Linked DNA regions of Sus scrofa: region 2 is linked to region 1. Evidence: chromatin contacts called from public HiChIP or PLAC-seq data. All regions are on one chromosome and are shown on one strand. The core of a region is the stretch at or near the end of the contact, and the rest is flanking DNA. Distances in the headings are between cores, read along the strand shown.

Region 1 (3,651 bases), core at 217-2,716:
AGATGTTTAAAATAAATTTTGGTACAGAGGTCCTGCCTTTTTACCTCTACATTATTATCTTTGACACTCAGCTAAGCTCTAGTCTGGAAGTATCAAAGCCCAGCTAGAAGGTGGAAGAAGGGTACCAGACCCATGGAATGTGTCTTTTAGAAATAGTGGCCATTCAGAAAAGGAAGCTGTTGATATTATCCCAAGTGTAGGATTACATGAAGATAAACTGCTATTGGGTGGGAAAAGACTGATACCTTAAGCATTTCAGAGTAGTTTTTTAAACCATAGAACACATTGAGCCTTTCCCTGTAAGATTTTTAACTAGCAACCAGCAAAAAAAATAAAAAAAATAAAAAAAATAAAGGAAAAAGGAAAGAGTGAGGGATATCTGGGGAATGAAAGAGGAAATAGCAAACCTACACCACAGCTCATGGCAATGCCAGATCCTTAACCCTCTGAGCAAGGCCAGGGATTGAACCCGCAACCTCATGGTTCCTAGTTGGATTCGTTAACCACTGAGCCACGATGGGAACTCCTACCATATAAATTTTTATATAATATTGAATAGATTTCCTTGTGCTCTCCAGTAGTTCCCTGTTGATTATTTTATATATAGTATTGTGTGTATATTAATCCCAAACATAATTTATTTCCCCCCCATGCACCTTTCTCCTTTGGTAACTGTATGTTTGTTTTCTATGTTGTGAGTTAAAACAGAAATATTTTACAGAACATTATGGATGTACTGGGTTAAATATAAATTTATTAAGATTATTTCATCTGTTTCCATTTACTTTTTCTTTTTTGGTTTTTTTGTTTGTTTGTTTGTTTGTTTGGCTTGCCTATGCCATGTGGAAGTTCCTGGGCCATGAATTGAATCCATACCACAGTGTCAACCTAGGCCTCTGCAGTGATTGCCAGGTCTTTAACTCATTGCACCACAAGGGAACTCCTCTACTTACTTTTTAATATGGGTACTGGAAAATTTAAAATTACCTATGTGACTTGCATTTATGGCTTGTGTTATATTTCTATTGCTGCTCTAGGCACCTCATCCAGTACTTTTCCAGAAAAATAAAGGGAAGGAAAACAGGAGGGAGAACTGGGTATCATGGAATTTGAAGCATTCTTTCTTTAACTGTCTCTGTTTTGTTCATTTCAATTCAATTCAATTAAAAAAGCTATTGAATAGCTAATATTTATGAAGATGGTTCTAGGCAATATGTTCAGCATCTTTTGAGGAGGGGGGAAAAGGATCATAACAGGGTGAGAGGATGTCTTTTCTGGACTTTTCTAACCAGATCCACATGAGAGGAAGCCCAGAAAAGATTCCCTCATTAGATCTGTTCTGACGGAACTGTTAAGTCGTGCAAATGGGCAGAACCTGAGATTTTCCTGTCTGGGTGGCTACACTGATCTCACACACCCAAGGGCATTTCAGAGCAGGTGCAGGAAGGGAGGCTGTGCTGTCTGTCATGCGGCCTGTCCAAGCGGATTCCACCCACACGGGGGAAGACCTTGGCCGAGGACAAACGTGTGAAGCACATTAAGGAAGAGCGGTATGAAAAACACAGCTCAGAGTAGGAGTGAAGGAAATGTTGAGAAACTAATGAACCATAAGATCTCTGTAATCGTCTCTTAATAGGCACATTGTTGAATAACACCGGTGTGTGTGCTAGGTTAGCTGTAACTTGCTACATCCGTTTTCAAGAGCTGCATGGCAGTGCGCACCTAATTCTTTGGAGGAGAGGACTGAACTCACTGTTGTCACTTCAAGCACACCCTAGTAATTATTGCCACAGATCCCAGTCTCAGAAAATATTAATATTTTTACAGTAACAGTTTTCAAAACCTGGAGTGCAACAAAAGAAAATTGAACTACTATTGCAGTTTTTCAAGGTTTGAGTGGAAGGGGGGAAATCGACTTGTGTTTTTTTTTTTTTTTTTTTTAACGAAATTCCACTTTTAAAATTCTGGATCTATTTGAAATCTGTCATTTAAAAATTAATAACTGTTTTCCTTTAACGCAGTCTGTGTAAAGAAACCGAATCCACTTCTGAACAGTTCTCCTGCCTTCCCAGATACATGGAAATTCACTACTGTTGCTGACAAACAAAATGCCACAAGATTTGTCATACAAATCACATTATAAGAGGTTCCAAAAACTTGACAACGTTGACAGTTGTTTTCAGCAAATGGCTGCTTTACTCTGTACTGTCAATGTTGATGTCCTTGTGCACATGTAAAAGAGCAATGTGATTAAGGCAAGCTTGTCCACGCTATATCTGAGCCAAGTTTTCCGTCTCCGCGTGGCACTGAAAGATTGCTCAGCTGTTGCAGATAAGGCAGGAATAGCTAGCAGATTTCTGCCATTTAAAAAAAAAAGAAAAAAAAAAACGTTCTCTGGGCATGCATTTCTGTAGGAATTTACCAACATCTGCTGCTGACCTAAAGTTTTCAGTAGAAGTGGCATATTTAATTTGTATAAGTAATTCACAACGGCATTGGTCAAGCCCTATTTCCTTTGAAGATGATGGGTTGCATTCACCAGGAAGAAATGAGTTGAAGTTTAATAACATTTATATTCCCTAAATTGTCATTGTAGTTTCAGGCCTCATACTTTTTTTTGGCTCATCTTACATTTATTTTCTTCATGTTCTCTAAATTATATTTCGGCAGGGAAACTTTTTAGAAAGAAGAATAAAGAGCTGAGAGATTTTGGTGATTCCACAGAAGGCCTACACTTCACACTTATCTTTTTTTTATAGGCTCTCTGAAAATGTTTGATTTTTGGAAGCTAATTTATTCTGGGAGAATTTTGTAGTTGAATTTTAGTGTGATTTAAAATTATCATATGTGTTATCCTCAAAAGAACATATAGGATTTAGGTATTTCCCATTGTCAGGATAACTTCTGACTTGGGACAGGATTTATTTACCATTTTATTTACCGCTGCTCATTTTTGAAATTTATTCCGTTTGTTTATATTATTTTAATTTAGTTTCTTTTGAAATATGAATGCTCTTCAGGTAAAACTACAAAAAACTTAACTTAGTCCTGGCAATTCAAACCTGTCTTGTAATGCATTTGTTATTTGATTCATCTATTCTTATTCTTGGTCACCTTCTAGTACAGCTGCATGCTTTAACTGTCTGACTGGTCTTTGAAAATCTTAAGCCACATTCTTTGGAACAGTTGCTTCATGTTGGTTGAAATTCTCTGTGGCACTTTTTTCCATTCACAGGAGCCAACAGCCACCATAGCAGACACATAGTTTCCAAGAACTTAGGCATGGTTCATGATTCCTGAATCTCAACAATTTCTTATAGGAATTGGAATCCCATTTACACTGTCTGAAATCTTTGTGGTATAAATTAAAATAAAAAAGCATATACTTATACTGCAACATTAAATTAACATACATAAATTTTAAGATATTTTCATTCTTATAGCTAGCAAAGGGGCACAATTTAATAACCTATTAAAATTAATCCAATTAACTGAACAAGTCATTAGCTAAAAACATTAGTGAAAAATTATTTTAGGAAAAATTAAGGTTGAAAAGATATATGAACTATAAAGGGTAGTTGCTTTCATAAAACAACTCTGTATTTTCTAATCTAGATCTATGTTTCCCTACGAACACCTTTAGGTTGTATT
Region 2 (4,222 bases), core at 753-3,252, 690 kb after region 1:
ACATTAAAAAAAAGTAATTGCCACAGTCCCTTGGAATTTCACTTAATCTATTCCATTTAATCAGGCTATTTTCCTTAGGTTGAAAAATTATTAAAAATATAAGTAAAGCATATTGGATGGTAGTTCTCAGACTTCCTTTGACAACACAATCCTTAAAAATTATGGGGCAACTTTGTGAAAACGTACAAACTACTAATCAATTCCATCTCATCAGAATAATTCAGCATAAATGTTGGTGTGCAGCACTAGGGATTTTATTTTTTATTAATGTTAAGGTTAAATTAAATGCATAGAATGCAAAGTAAGAAACAAGAAGATTGGGGTCCATTCACCAAAAGCTGGTTTTTATGCAGGCATTGGTGTGTTTGTACTTTAATATCCCTCCCTTACTCATTCATTCATTTTGCTCTCTGTAATGTAAGTTATGCTAGATATTAAGCACTGGAAACTAATCATGAAATTAATGCTGAAAATAGGAGAAATACTAAATAACAGTTGGATTTTTTTCCCCAGAAATTGAGAGAAAACAACTACCGCTTCAGTTTGTAATGAAGTGCCATACGCAATTCTGATGCCCAAAGTTTAAAGACTCCTCCAATAGAAATTAAGGTAAACCTGAATTGGCACTCTGGTTTTTCCTGTATTTAAAAAAAAAAAATCAATATACCAACTTGTTTATTTTTTCATTTACCTGCCACATTTTTCTGCTTGAGGGAAAACCATGCACATTTCATAGAAATATAATTCTTTAAGAATATCTCCTTTCCTAACAAGGGGGATTTAGGTCTGAGAGTTTCAAGAAAACCAGAGCTCATGACAATTATATGAAGGCCATGGTCAATCTAATTCACTATCACTCACACTAGCTACCTTTGTGTATATAATATCCATGTTTGCTGGACGTTAAAAATGTAAATCACTGCAAACCCATAGATTGTGTCCAATAAGATAATAATTGTGAAGTTAAATGCTCAGATATATGTGTGTGTGTATATACATGTTTATATATAATATGCATATATATAGAGAGAGAGGGAGAAAGGGAGAGAGAGAGAGAAAGGGAGAGAAAGCACGCACATGCTAGAGAAGGGTGGTGGAAGACAAGTTAAAATAATATTTTTATTCCTTTTTTTCTGGCTGTACCCATGGCACAGAGAAGCTCCAGGGCCAGGGATTGAACAGTGCTACAACAGCAACCCAAGCCATAGCAGTGACAATGCCAAATTCCAACCCATCGAGCAACCAGGGAACTCCAACAAGAATATTTTACTTATCAGCCATAAAATATATGTATAAACATTCAGTTGCTATTCTGACAGTGATAAAAGGAAGACTGGAGAACTAAAAATGATGATGCAACTAAAGGAGCAGATTTGGTTTTTCCTCCTTTTAGTAAATATCCCTCATTCATTTTACCCATCAGTTCTAGGAAAACTTTCTTCTCAGAGCATTTGTTCTCGGCTTGGCGAAGCTATACAGGTGGTGCTGCCTCAGCAGGAAACTGTCTTCTTGCTGAGGGACCGCCAATTATTTGTAGTGAAACTAAAACAGAAGAATAAATATTACATGTTGATGGATACTTGTCAGGAAAGGGAATGAGGTGCTTTCAGTGGGGCTTGTCAGACACAAAAACCTTCAGCAAATCTGCATTTTCAATGGCAAGGTGGCTAGAATTCTCCAGCTGCTCCAACTGGTGAACCTCAAGATTTATCTCATAAATTTAAATTATAGATGACATAGCACTGGAATGGAAATAGATGACACCTTTAAAAATAAATCTAGTGCAACATTTGGGAAAAGGAATCACACATTTCAAAGGGGAAAAAAGAAAGTTCCAATGTGCCAAAACAGAGCTTTTATTTATTGTCCTATTTACTATTCTCTGTCTAAAATTAGCATCTCTCTTACTTTTCCTTTTAGTCTTCTTTATAAGACATGCTGTAGAGGAGCTCTGAAAGTTTTGTACAACTCAAGGAGTAAGCCGGTTGCAACTATAACAAAAAGCTTGCCAAGGTTGAGAGCCAAACTGGCAAGGGTTTCTGTTGTGTCAGCGTTTAAGTATTATTGCAATGTTATCGTATCACTGAAAAAAGGGGAGCATGGGAACAGCAGAGCCAAATGTTAAGGAACATTAGAAGGAAAGTGTGTACCTAGACTTCAATAGAGAGTTTGGCAGTAGTGGACAGGGTTTAACTTTAATAGGAACTGGTCAATTCAATTTTAATTCGGTCATATGAAATTACCCTTTTAAAATTTATTTTAGGAGATCTTGATTCCAGCAGTCTTTCTGAATCAGATAGTGGTAAAGAATAATAAAGAATATAAGTCAGATGAAGACTTCCTTGTGTTAAAAGGAAATTTCCCCTGGTCAGAGCAGGAAGAATACATTTCTCTTGAAGGGAAATTTCAGAGAAACACATTTGAGATTTTTTTCCCTGCTTTGAGGTATTTTTTCACAAGTAAAAGTCAGTGAAAATTTAGACTTTTGTCCTGAGAAACTACAACAGAGTTCATAATTTGAGCACAGATTTTACCAATATTAGAAGAATCAATTGAGAAAAACACAAAGATAAAAGCCTAGAAGCAAAAAAAAAAAAAAAAAATTAACCTATCATTGACATGAATATTTTTATGGGGAGGGGTACCTTTAGAAACATTTTGATCATTTCATGCAAAACATTATGAAAGAGGGGCTGCACTAAATTGGAAACTTTTTTTTTTTAAACTACATGTAAACCAGAGGGGGCTAAGCACAGAAACAGGAGCTGCCAGAAAAGAACTTTTCCCTCCAGTACTGATGGTTTCTGTTCTTCTCGGGTCAGCCATAGAAATATATGTAAACAATGCAGGGGATTTAAAAATCGAAGCGGTGAGTTTAATAGCTCTACTCACATTCACTAGTTGCCTCACTTGCTTTCCAATTCCCTGTAGTTGGAGTCAAATATATTCTCACCCAGTGATCAGTGTTGGTTTTCAAGTGACACTCTGCATGTGGAGCTCAGGAAAACCAAACACCTACAGGAACGTGTTGAAGAAATGGGATAGCAAGGCCGCCAAGTGACTCAGTCTCCGCTTCCATCCCCTGGGGTTTATCAACTTTGTTAATGGGGCATATGTGCTGAGAATTATGTAACATTAAACATGGGGAACATTTCCTGGAGACATTTTTTCATTCTTCCTCAAAGCCAATGCATTGATAAGTCTAGTGTCCAGGTAAAACACCACCCTCTAGTGTACATCTCTAAATAATGCTGCTGGGACTCCTCGGATGATAATGATTGTGATAGTCAAAAACATTAAAGCAAGGACTACGATGAAGATCATTTTAATATCCGTGGGTAATACATGCAAGGATGAACTGCACAGTTGGCGAGAAATAACTCATCGATGTGGTCACAGTAACTGCTGAAGCGCTGTCCAAATGAAGCAAAACCACTTGGCTAGATGAAAAGAATCCAACAAATCTCATCAATTTTACTTGTTTTTAGTAAGAATTTGGTAGGGGACAGTTGTTTTTCTATGACACAACAAGGATGATAGCCACTTAAATTATGAAATGGAAGAAAATATACCAAGAGGTGAATATCCTGTGAGAAATACCCATGATGAAAATAACACAACTTGCTAGATCAGGGTGTCATTCTATTACCTAAAAAGCAAACAAAACAAACAAACAAAAGCCCACTAAAATGTACTAACAGAAACATAAAAATGTGCCTCATAAGTCCTCAAAATAATTGATTAATGAAATGTAAATTGTCCTATTAATCAGAAGCAAATTAATTTATAAAAGTCTAGATTAGAAGCTTTTTTTGATGTTGTAGCCTGATTCCATGAGGAAAAAAAAAAAGGAGTAGATGGAGCAAATGACAGTAGTCTATAATTCTCTGGCAGAGAAGATTGTTGGAAAATCCTCTAAAGATATTTGACATTACTCTTTTCTCTTATATAGAACTCAAAGAAATTGAACTCTTTTGTTGAAAACATCCATAGCTCCTTTCTACACTCATGAATATCTCAGAAAACTTTTTTCTTAATTATATCAGGCCTAAACTGTTGAAAGTAGATCTTACCTGGTACATAAAGATGTTGAGTATTTCAGAGTGTTAAAAATTCTGCCCAAAGGACAGGGACTATACCAAATTCATATGCATTTTCTCAGATAGAATCTTTAAAAAGCCTTATTAAAATTCTCTCATTGGTACTTTGCAATGGGATTAGG

Evidence for each region. HiChIP or PLAC-seq counts read pairs in DNA pulled down with a chosen protein or histone mark.
Region 2: an H3K27ac HiChIP or PLAC-seq map of skeletal muscle shows a contact between it and region 1. The contact joins two enhancer-like sites. A contact is called at or near these places in 1 of 47 Hi-C or Micro-C datasets (epiblast stem cells) and 1 of 2 datasets of contacts at active chromatin or transcription factors (skeletal muscle).

The regions. Positions count from the first base shown.
Region 1 is chr2:96,319,490-96,323,140 of Sscrofa11.1, forward strand. The region is part of intron 3 of LOC102159394 (a long non-coding RNA gene); the gene reads left to right. Among named protein-coding and RNA genes, the nearest start is that of MEF2C, 100 kb to the left of the region's middle. Within about 2 kb of position 1,467, at least 2 of the 83 cell types and tissues checked have an H3K27ac peak or open chromatin away from gene starts, as enhancers often do. A contact at or near this core is called in skeletal muscle, where this site is marked.
Region 2 is chr2:97,008,524-97,012,745 of Sscrofa11.1, forward strand. All of the region lies in intron 4 of LOC110259422 (a long non-coding RNA gene), which reads right to left. Among named protein-coding and RNA genes, the nearest start is that of CETN3, 580 kb to the right of the region's middle. Within about 2 kb of position 2,003, at least 2 of the 83 cell types and tissues checked have an H3K27ac peak or open chromatin away from gene starts, as enhancers often do. A contact at or near this core is called in skeletal muscle, where this site is marked.